Linked DNA regions of Rattus norvegicus: region 2 is linked to region 1. A link is a contact called in public Hi-C data. All regions are on one chromosome and are shown on one strand. Each heading gives the region's core, a stretch centred on a gene start, on an enhancer-like site or on the middle of the called end of the contact. The rest is flanking DNA. Distances are from core to core; before and after follow the strand shown. Region 1 has its middle 57 kb from the start of Cyp2s1. Region 2 holds the start of Cyp2b1 (cytochrome P450, family 2, subfamily b, polypeptide 1).

What was found. A called contact is a pair of places that touch in the nucleus more often than the background predicts.
Region 2: a Hi-C map of liver shows a contact between it and region 1, with 2.8 times the contacts expected there. The contact joins the promoter of Cyp2b1 here to the enhancer-like site in region 1. A contact is called at or near these places in 3 of 12 Hi-C or Micro-C datasets (hepatocytes, kidney and liver).

What each region holds. Positions count from the first base shown.
Region 1 is chr1:90,508,045-90,512,501 of GRCr8, forward strand. No RefSeq gene overlaps it. Among named protein-coding and RNA genes, the nearest start is that of Cyp2s1, 57 kb to the left of the region's middle. Within about 2 kb of position 2,112, at least 3 of the 93 cell types and tissues checked have an H3K27ac peak or open chromatin away from gene starts, as enhancers often do. A contact at or near this core is called in hepatocytes and liver, where this site is marked.
Region 2 is chr1:90,643,863-90,648,319 of GRCr8, forward strand. Cyp2b1 (cytochrome P450, family 2, subfamily b, polypeptide 1) reads left to right here and starts at 2,257. Exons shown (of 9, transcript NM_001134844.1): 1 at 2,257-2,444. The coding sequence starts at 2,274.

The DNA.
Region 1 (4,457 bases), core at 862-3,361:
ACATAGTGGAGCATGTGTCTTTGTTATATGTTGGGGCATCTTTTGGGTGTATGCCCAAGAGAAGTATAGCTGGGTCCTCAGGTAGTTTAGTGTCCAATTTTCTGAAGAACCTGCAGACTGATTTCGAGAATGGTTGTACCAGTCTGCAATCCCACCAACAATAGAGGAGTGTTTCTCTTTCTCCCCATCCTCGCCAGCATTTGTTTTCACCTGAGCTTTTGATCTTAGCCATTCTCACTGGTGAGAGGTAGAATCTCAGGGTTGTTTTGATTTGCATTTCCCTTATGACTAAAGATGTTGAACATTTCTTTAGGTGCTTTTCAGCCATTCGGCATTCCTCAGCTGTGAATTCTTTGTTTAGCTCTGAACCTCATTTTTTTTCGGAGCTGGGGACCGAATCCAGGACCTTGCGCTTGCTAGGCAAGCACTCTACCGCTGAGCTAAATCCCCAACCCCTGAACCCCATTTTTTAATAGGGTTATTTGTCTCCCTGAAGTCTAACTTCATGAGTTCTTTGTATATTTTGGATATAAACCCTCTATCTGTGGTAGGATTGGTAAAGATCTTTTCCCAATCTGTTGGTTACCATTTTGCCCTAACCACAGTGTCCTTTGCCTTACAGAAGCTTTGCAGTTTTATGAGATCCCATTTGTCGATTCTTGATCTTAGAGCATAAGCCATTGGTGTTTTGTTCAGGAAATTTTCTCCAGTGCCCATGTGTTCGAGATGCTTCCCCACTTTTTCTTCTATTAGTTTGAGTGTATCTGGTTTGATGTGGAGGTCCTTGATCCACTTGAACTAAACTTTGTACAGGGTGATAAGAATGGATCAATCTGCGTTCTTCTACATGCTGATCTCCAGTTGAACCAGCACTATTTGTTGATAATGCTATCTGTTTTTCATTGGATGGTTTTGGCTCCTTTGTCAAAAATCAAGTGACCATAGGTGTGTGGGTTCATTTCTGGGTCTTCAATTCTATTCCACTGGTCTATCTGCCTGTCTCTGTACCAATACCATACAGTTTTTTTTTTTTATCACTATTGCTCTGTAATACTGCTTGAGTTCAGGGATAGTGATTCCCCTGGAAGTCCTTTTATTGTTGAGGATAGTTTTAGTTGTCCTGGGTTTTTTGTTAATCTAGATGAATTTGCAAATCATTCTGTCTAACTCTCTGAAAAATTGGATTGGAATGTTGATGGGGATTGCATTGAATCTGTAGATTGCTTTTGGTAAAATGGCCATTTTTAATATATTAATCCTGCCAATCCATGAGCATGGGAGATCTTTCCATCTTCTGAGATCTTCAATTTCTTTCTTCAGAGGCTTGAAGTTCTTATTATACTGATCTTTCACTTGCTTGGTTAAAGTCACACCGAGGTATTTTATATTATTTGGGACTATTATGAAGGGTGTCGTATCCCTTATTTCTTTCTCGGCTTGTTTCTCTTTTGTGTAGAGGAAGGCTACTGATTTATTTGAGTTAATTTATTCCCAGTCACTTTGCTGAAGGTGTTTATCAGGTTTAGTAGTTCTCTGGTGGAACTTTTGGGATCACTTAAATATACTATCATACCATCTGCAAATAGTGATATTTTGACTTCTTCCTTTCCAATCTGTATCCCTTGATCTCCTTTTGTTGTCTGATTGCTCTGGCTAGAACTTCAAGAACTATATTGAATAAGTAGGGAGACAGTGGGCAGCCTTGCCTAGTCCCCGATTTTAGTGGGATTGCTTCAAGTTTCTCTCCATTTAGTTTAATGTTAGCTACTGGTTTGCTGTATATGGCTTTTACTATGTTTAGGTATGGGCCTTGAATTCCTGTTCTTTCCAGGACTTTTATCATGAAGGGGTGTTGAATTTTGTCAAATGCTTTCTTGGAGGTCACTTTATCCCATCAATAATACCTAGTTATCTGTTGTTGAATTCTGCCTCAGAATTCAGGTTTGCAAGGTATATAACTCCCTCTCAGAGTCTGCTCAGGGTCATCTCTCCTTGAAGTGGGAGGACCCAGACATGTAGGAGTTAAACTCCTCTTGCTATTGCATCGATCACTGTCTTCGTGAGTCTCATTCAAGAGGTCCTGGAAGAGGTCCAATTCTGACCTCACAGGAGAACATGGAGGTCATGTCTGCTTGTTTGTCCTGGATTTGAAATGGAGAAGCCTTTCAAAGCGATCCCCTAAGACCATTTAAATCACACATATTTACAGTATGATTCATAACAGTAGTAGCAAAATTACAGTTAAGAAGTAGCAGTGAAATAATTTTACAGTTGAGGGAGGGGCACCATGACATGAGGAACTGTGTTAAAGGGTTGCAGCATTGGGAAGGTTGAGAAGCCCTGCTCTAGAGGGTCCAGGTTTGGTTCTCAGTACCCATGTGGTAGTTCACAATTGCTCTTAGTTGCAGTTCCCAGGGATCATCTGGTAACCTTGTCTGTCCCCTAGGACACCAGACACTCTTGTGGTGCACATTCAGACATGTAGCCAAAAACTCATGCACATAAAATAAAAAGAATGAATACAATTTTAAAATTATATTTTATTTATTAATTGGCGTGTATGTGTTGAGGTTAGAGGGTAATTGGTAGGAATCAGTTCTCTTCTTTTACTCTATTGGTCTTGGGGATCAAATTCAGGTCATCAGGCTTGGCAGTGAGCATCCACTGAGCCATTTTGCCAGTCTCAAGTCCAGCCCTTTGACATTGCAAAATGATGCCGTTCTGTACAAAGTTCACACCCCGGGGTTGGGGATTTAGCTCAGTGGTAGAGCGCTTGCCTAGGAAGTGCAAGGCCCTGGGTTCGGTCCCCAGCTCCGAAAAACAAAACAAAAACAAAACAAAACAAAACCAAAGTTCACACCCCAAACAACACTATCAAGTTGCAAAAGTTATTTATTTCACTACTTGAGCTTCATATGTATGTATCTACATGCACAATATAATATTCTTTATTTCTTAGCTTTATCTCTGTCCCAATGAATTCCTTCTTCCTCCCAAGTCTGCCCACCTTTCTTATCTTTTTGTTTTATGTGGGACCCACTGCATTAAATGAGGGTTCCTGTATGAGGATGAATGGGGGCGGGTTATTGGCCTGTGTGTCAGTGGTTGGACACAGGGACAAGGTCCGGAGAGGCAGTACAGGAGAGGGTGCGGTGGAACAGTGCGGATGGGTGGGAGAGGTAATGTGGGGCCTCTCAGCTGCAGCCTCCTGTTCCTGAAGCAGATCGGCTGGAAGAGGTGGTTGTTATCGGCTGGAGGAGGTAGTTGTTATCAGAGTTTTGGAATCCCTTAGGCACTTTCGGCCAAAAGAGGCTGTGGAAGCAAAGCAGACTGGAATGACAACAGAGGCAGGCTGCAAGCCAAGACTGCTCTCTCCTCTGCATTGCCGCTGTGTTTCTGTTAGTCACAGCTTGCACAGGGGCCTTGCAGTCGGGAGGTCCTTCTCTTCCTATGGTTCCCAAGAGTTCCTGAGACTGTCAGAGGCAGGGTGATGTCCTGTCTATCATTCCTGTATGGACTTGGAACACAGCTTCACTTCTGACCCCTGCTTGCTGGTGACCTTGTACAAACGCCTTAGCATTTCCTCATGAATGGGAGTTGGTTTATAAAATGCCCTGGCAAATGTCTAGGCAGTGATGACTCGTGGTGCCACAGCAAGGCCATTTTCGGTATGACCGTTGTTAAGAATATGAAAAGATTGGGTCAGGTGTGCTGTGGTTCACCCTTGAAATCCCAGCATTTTGGAGGCAGAGGAAGGAGGAGCACCAAAGATTTGAGATTAGCCTGGTCTACACAACGAGTTCCAGGTTAGCCAGAGCTACATAGTGAGACTTTGCTTCAGACTCCCCAAAGTGGGTTGGGGCATCCTTACTGGGCTGTGTGCACGGCAGAGAGCACCTACATTCCCAGTTGCTTGGGAGATGGGGGCGTGAGGATGGCTTGAGTGCAGGAGTACAGAGACGTCCTGGGGAATGTTGCAAGGCTCTAGCAAAGCAAAACCTGGGGTTATGGATGTAGATGACACGGTAGAGTATTTATAGCATATAAGAGGTCCTGGGTTCGAGGCTAAACACTGCATAGAATTGGTGTTATGGCTTATGCCTGTAATTACAGCTCCTGAGGTATAGAAGGAGGGGAATCAGGTATTCAAAGTCATTCTTGGTTACATGTTCAAGCCAAGCCTGGGCTACATGAGAACCTTTCCTCAAAAAAAAAACAAAAAAACAAAAAACAAACAACAACAACAACAACAACAAAAAACAAAAAAAAACAGGGAAAAAATTGGCACTTAAGATTTGGGAGGTGTTTCAGTTACTTGTCTCGTTGCTGGGGTAAAAAAATTACTCAATACAAGCAACTGAAAGAAGGACTGGTTTATCATGGTTCACAGTTCAGGGGCACAGCTAGGGTAGAGACGGCAGAAGGAGCTTGAGACTACTGGTTATTCCAAGTCAGGA
Region 2 (4,457 bases), core at 1,007-3,506, 140 kb after region 1:
GGTGATTTCAGGCACAGACTCTGTACTTTCCTGACCTTGGCACAGTGCCACCATCAACTTGACTGACACCAGGACCTTGCTCCTGCCAGGCTGGGTGATCTGGCACTGAAGTCCAGCTCAGGGTTCCCATTGGGAGCCATGAAGTGCATTCCATGCAGGAAGTGGTGCAGTCTTCACATTTTGGAGAGGTATATTGCCTTCACCTATTAATAGACAGAAGTACAGAGAGGTTAAGAGCATTTTCTAAGGTCATACGGTGGATTAGAACTACAATGCACACATGATAGCTACTTTCTAAACATGACCATCAAGTCCTTGAAATGTTCCAGATGTGGTAGCACATATCTGTAGTCCCAGCAGTGGACAGGCCAGAGGAGAACATTATAAATTCAAGGCCAGCCTGGGATATATAGGGAGACCTTGTCTAAGACAAACAGATGAAGAGTCCAACCAATGCATTTAAAATGTTTGATGGTTTGAACCTATTTACTTCAGAAGTTGAGGCAAGTTGACCTCAAGTTAAAGGCCAGTCTGAGCTGTAAAGGGAGACCCAGAACAGATAGTTGAATATGGTATCACGAACCTGTAATTCTTACACTTGGGAGGTAGAGGCAGAAGGACCAGGAGTTCAAAGCTAACCTGTGATACAAAGCAACTGAGAAGAAGGATTTATTTTTTCTTAGTTTCATTGCAGGGGAGGTATGACATTTGGGGCTTTGGTCTAGATGTGGGAGCTTGTGGTTGTTTCTCTATATGGCGGATGGAAGAAGGAGGACGAAGAGGATATATGTTTATATGTAGTGGAGTTGTGACTCATTAGGTTGATCAACAATCTGCTTCTTTCTTGCAAGCTTTTCCTCTAAGTGTCCTGCCACCCCCCCACCCCAATAATATCAGTTAGGGTACAAAGTGTTGAAACATGAACTTCTGAGACAGATTTCACATTCAAATAGAACACATTATGAATAGATTAATGTTATCACTGTAGTGGTGGGCTGGTGAAGAATGTTCAATTCCTTTTAGCAAGATGGGAGGTCAGAGAACTTCCTGTGCTATGAACAAATCAGAAGGATGAAGGGAACCATTTGTCATTAGACACAGTGTTCAGAGACTATCTTTGTTAGGTTCACTATTTCTGTGATAAAACCTCACAGCAGAAAGCAACTTGGGGAAAAGGGTTTATTTTGCTTGCACTTTACAGTTTGTCAAACAAGGAAGTCAGGGCAGGATGACAAGGCAGGACCTTGGAGGCAGGAGCTGATGCAGAGGCCATGGAGGGATGCTTCTCACTGACTTGCTCATTAGGGCTTGCTCAGCCTGATTTCTTACAGAACCCAAGACTTTCTTACAGAAGTCCAGGGGTGGAATTTCCCACAGTGGGTGGTGCCCTCCCTCATGCAAACACTAATTAAGAAAATGCTCTTCAGGCTTGCGTGTAGTGTGATCTTATGGATCCATTTTCTCAATTCAAGTTCTCTCCTCTCAAATGACTCTAGCTTGTATCATGTTGACACAAAAGTTAGCTAACCCAGAGACCCAGGGGCCCCAACTGCTTCTCTGCCAGGTTTCAGCCTCTCTCTCCATTTGACTCCTGAGCCTCCCTGCTCCTGAATCTCTTGCCTTTCCTTTCTTTTCCTCTGCATTCTCCCATCTCTGGCTACCATGGGCCAGAGAGTGAAATGGGGACTCTGCAGAAATTGCATTTGTAGACTTTTCAAAGACAGGGACAGGGAACCAACAGACGGAGACAAGCACAGGATCATGGGATACTATTCTTGTCAACTCAAACATAATCACATGTACCCAGGACACAAAGAACATACAGAGAAGCCTCCATAATTTAAGATTATACATGTAAATACACCCTAGACATGCAAGAATAGACCACCCAGTGCATCTAGACTCAGACAAAGAAATATACATCTGTACGTTTATATCAGAAATGATCTTTCACATAGAAAAAGCATATAGCGTGCACGCACACACACAATCCCATGCCCTAGTAAGTAAACAGAGCTGACAAAACTGAGCTGACAAGTGCACACCCATCCCCATAAAACAAGAGGCCTAAGTCCCAGTGCCCTTTTGTCCTGTGTATCTGTTTCGTGGTGTCCTTGCCAACATCTATGGTGTGGGTAAGGGAATGAGGAGTGAATAGCTAAAGCAGGAGGCGTGAACATCTGAAGTTGCATAACTGAGTGGAGGGGCGGATTCAGCATAAAAGATCCTGCTGGAGAGCATGCACTGAAGTCTACCGTGGTTACACCAGGACCATGGAGCCCAGTATCTTGCTCCTCCTTGCTCTCCTCGTGGGCTTCTTGTTACTCTTAGTCAGGGGACACCCAAAGTCCCGTGGCAACTTCCCACCAGGACCTCGTCCCCTTCCCCTCTTGGGGAACCTCCTGCAGTTGGACAGAGGGGGCCTCCTCAATTCCTTCATGCAGGTGAGACATTCACAGGGCCTGGCCCTCCTCTTGGAGGTTCCCTTGTTTCCTCTTGGAGGTCACTGAGCAGGAAGAGCAAGGGACTCCTTCCAGGGTGTAGGTTCAGGTGAGAAGGTTGCTAAGGGGAGGGTAAGATGCTTATTGTGGTGGATGGCAAATCTTGCAATGTTGGAATTGTGTGGGGGCACTGTACTTAGAGGGCGAGCGGTGTAGAGGTGTTGAGGTATAAGCGGTAGAATTTCACTCCTTGGGGTTTGTCCATTCCAGAAGAGAAAGAAAAATAGCAGAGGCATCAACATTCAGGTTTGCTTCTGCCAACAAGAGGTGTTCCAGGACAAAGGGAAAGAGAGGCAGGACAGGAGGAGGGATGGGTGGGAATGTTTATTCCAGCAGCTGGCTTGGCATTTACCTACCAGCTTCTATGTTGGTGCTTCGTACATGGAGTTTCATGTTTAATTGCTACTTACTAATAATCAGTATCCGTGATCCTACCTGAGATCTGAGCGATCTACCCTTTTGTCTGCCGCTGTGGCTGTGGAGATTATACTCTTGAACCTTGTATTTGTTACCCCCAGCTTTTAAAAGATTCCTGCTCCCCAACATCAATGGCAAATTCAGTTATGTTAATTTATTTTTGACACGGGGTCTCTGTGTGTGTTTTTTTTTAAAGGTTGGCTCCCAACTCATGATTCTCCTGCCTTAGCCTCCAAATGACAAGTGTGTCACTTCACCCTGCCACATGTGTTTTAAACACATGCATCCCATGTGTGAGAAAGGTTGAGCCAACATCCTATTTGATTTATTTTAAGAAATCCACTGGCAATTTAATGTACACATATACTGGATCTTGACATCTGTGATCCTTCCTCCTTTCCCTCTCTCTGCCTCAGAAACCCTTCATTTGGCCAACATTCTCTTCCTACCTTGATGTCCCTTTTGGTTTTTACCCACCGAGTTTAGTTAGGGTTGTTCAGGGGTGGGTTGATGTGGAGTTTATTTCTTGGAGATCGCTTAGTATGAAGACAAAGGATGGATGTTTTCTGAGCTCTAGGTTCAGGTGGGAGGGTTGGTGAATGAAAGGTGAGATGCTGGCAACTTCCTGATCACCGGTGGGGACTATTTGTCATAACTTGAACTCAGGAGTGACTATCCCAAAAAGTAATTGACTCCCTCTCCCAGCCAGGGCCACCACAGCCCACAGACCTCCAGGGAGTGGTGGTAGCATCCACAATGCAGCATCTTTCCCCTGCAGTGAAGGTGATATTTTCTAATTAATTAATTAATTAATTAATTAATTATTAACTTACTCGGGGGACACTCAAAGTCCCATGTTAACTTCCCATTAATTAATTAATTACTAAATTTGTTGATTAATTAATTTGGGTGTGCCTTATCCCTTCCCCTTCTCCTCTGAAGGGGTGGAGGCTTCCTGGTTATCCTCCCCACCCTAACACATCAAGTCTGGGTGGGGCTAGACACACCCTCTTCCTCTGTGACCAGACAAGGTAGCCCAGCTAGAAGAACATATCCCATTGACAGGCAGCAGTTTTTGAGATAGCCCCCGATCTGGTTGTTTGGGACCCATATGGAGACTGAGCAGCACCTCTGCTATGCATGTGCTAGGCCTAGGTCCAGCTTGTGTATGCTTTTTGGTTTCTAGTTCAGTCTCTGAGACCACCCCCTTCCAAAGGGTCCAGGTTAGTTCACTGTGTTGGTCTGCTTCCTGTGGAGTTTCTATTCCATTTGGGGCCCTCAATCCTTCCCCCAACTTTTCTATAAGACTTCAGGGCTCCACCCAGTTTTTGACTGCAGGTCTCTGCACCTGTTGTAGTCAACTGCTGGGTGGAGTCTCTCAGATGACAATTAGATAGGCTCCTCTCTGCAAGCACAACAGAGTATCATTAACAGTGTCAGGGATTGGTGCTTGCCCATGGGATGGGTGTCACGTTGGGCTCGTTATTGGTTGGCCGTTCCCTCAGTCTCTGCTCCGTCTTAATGGCAGTGATCTTAATG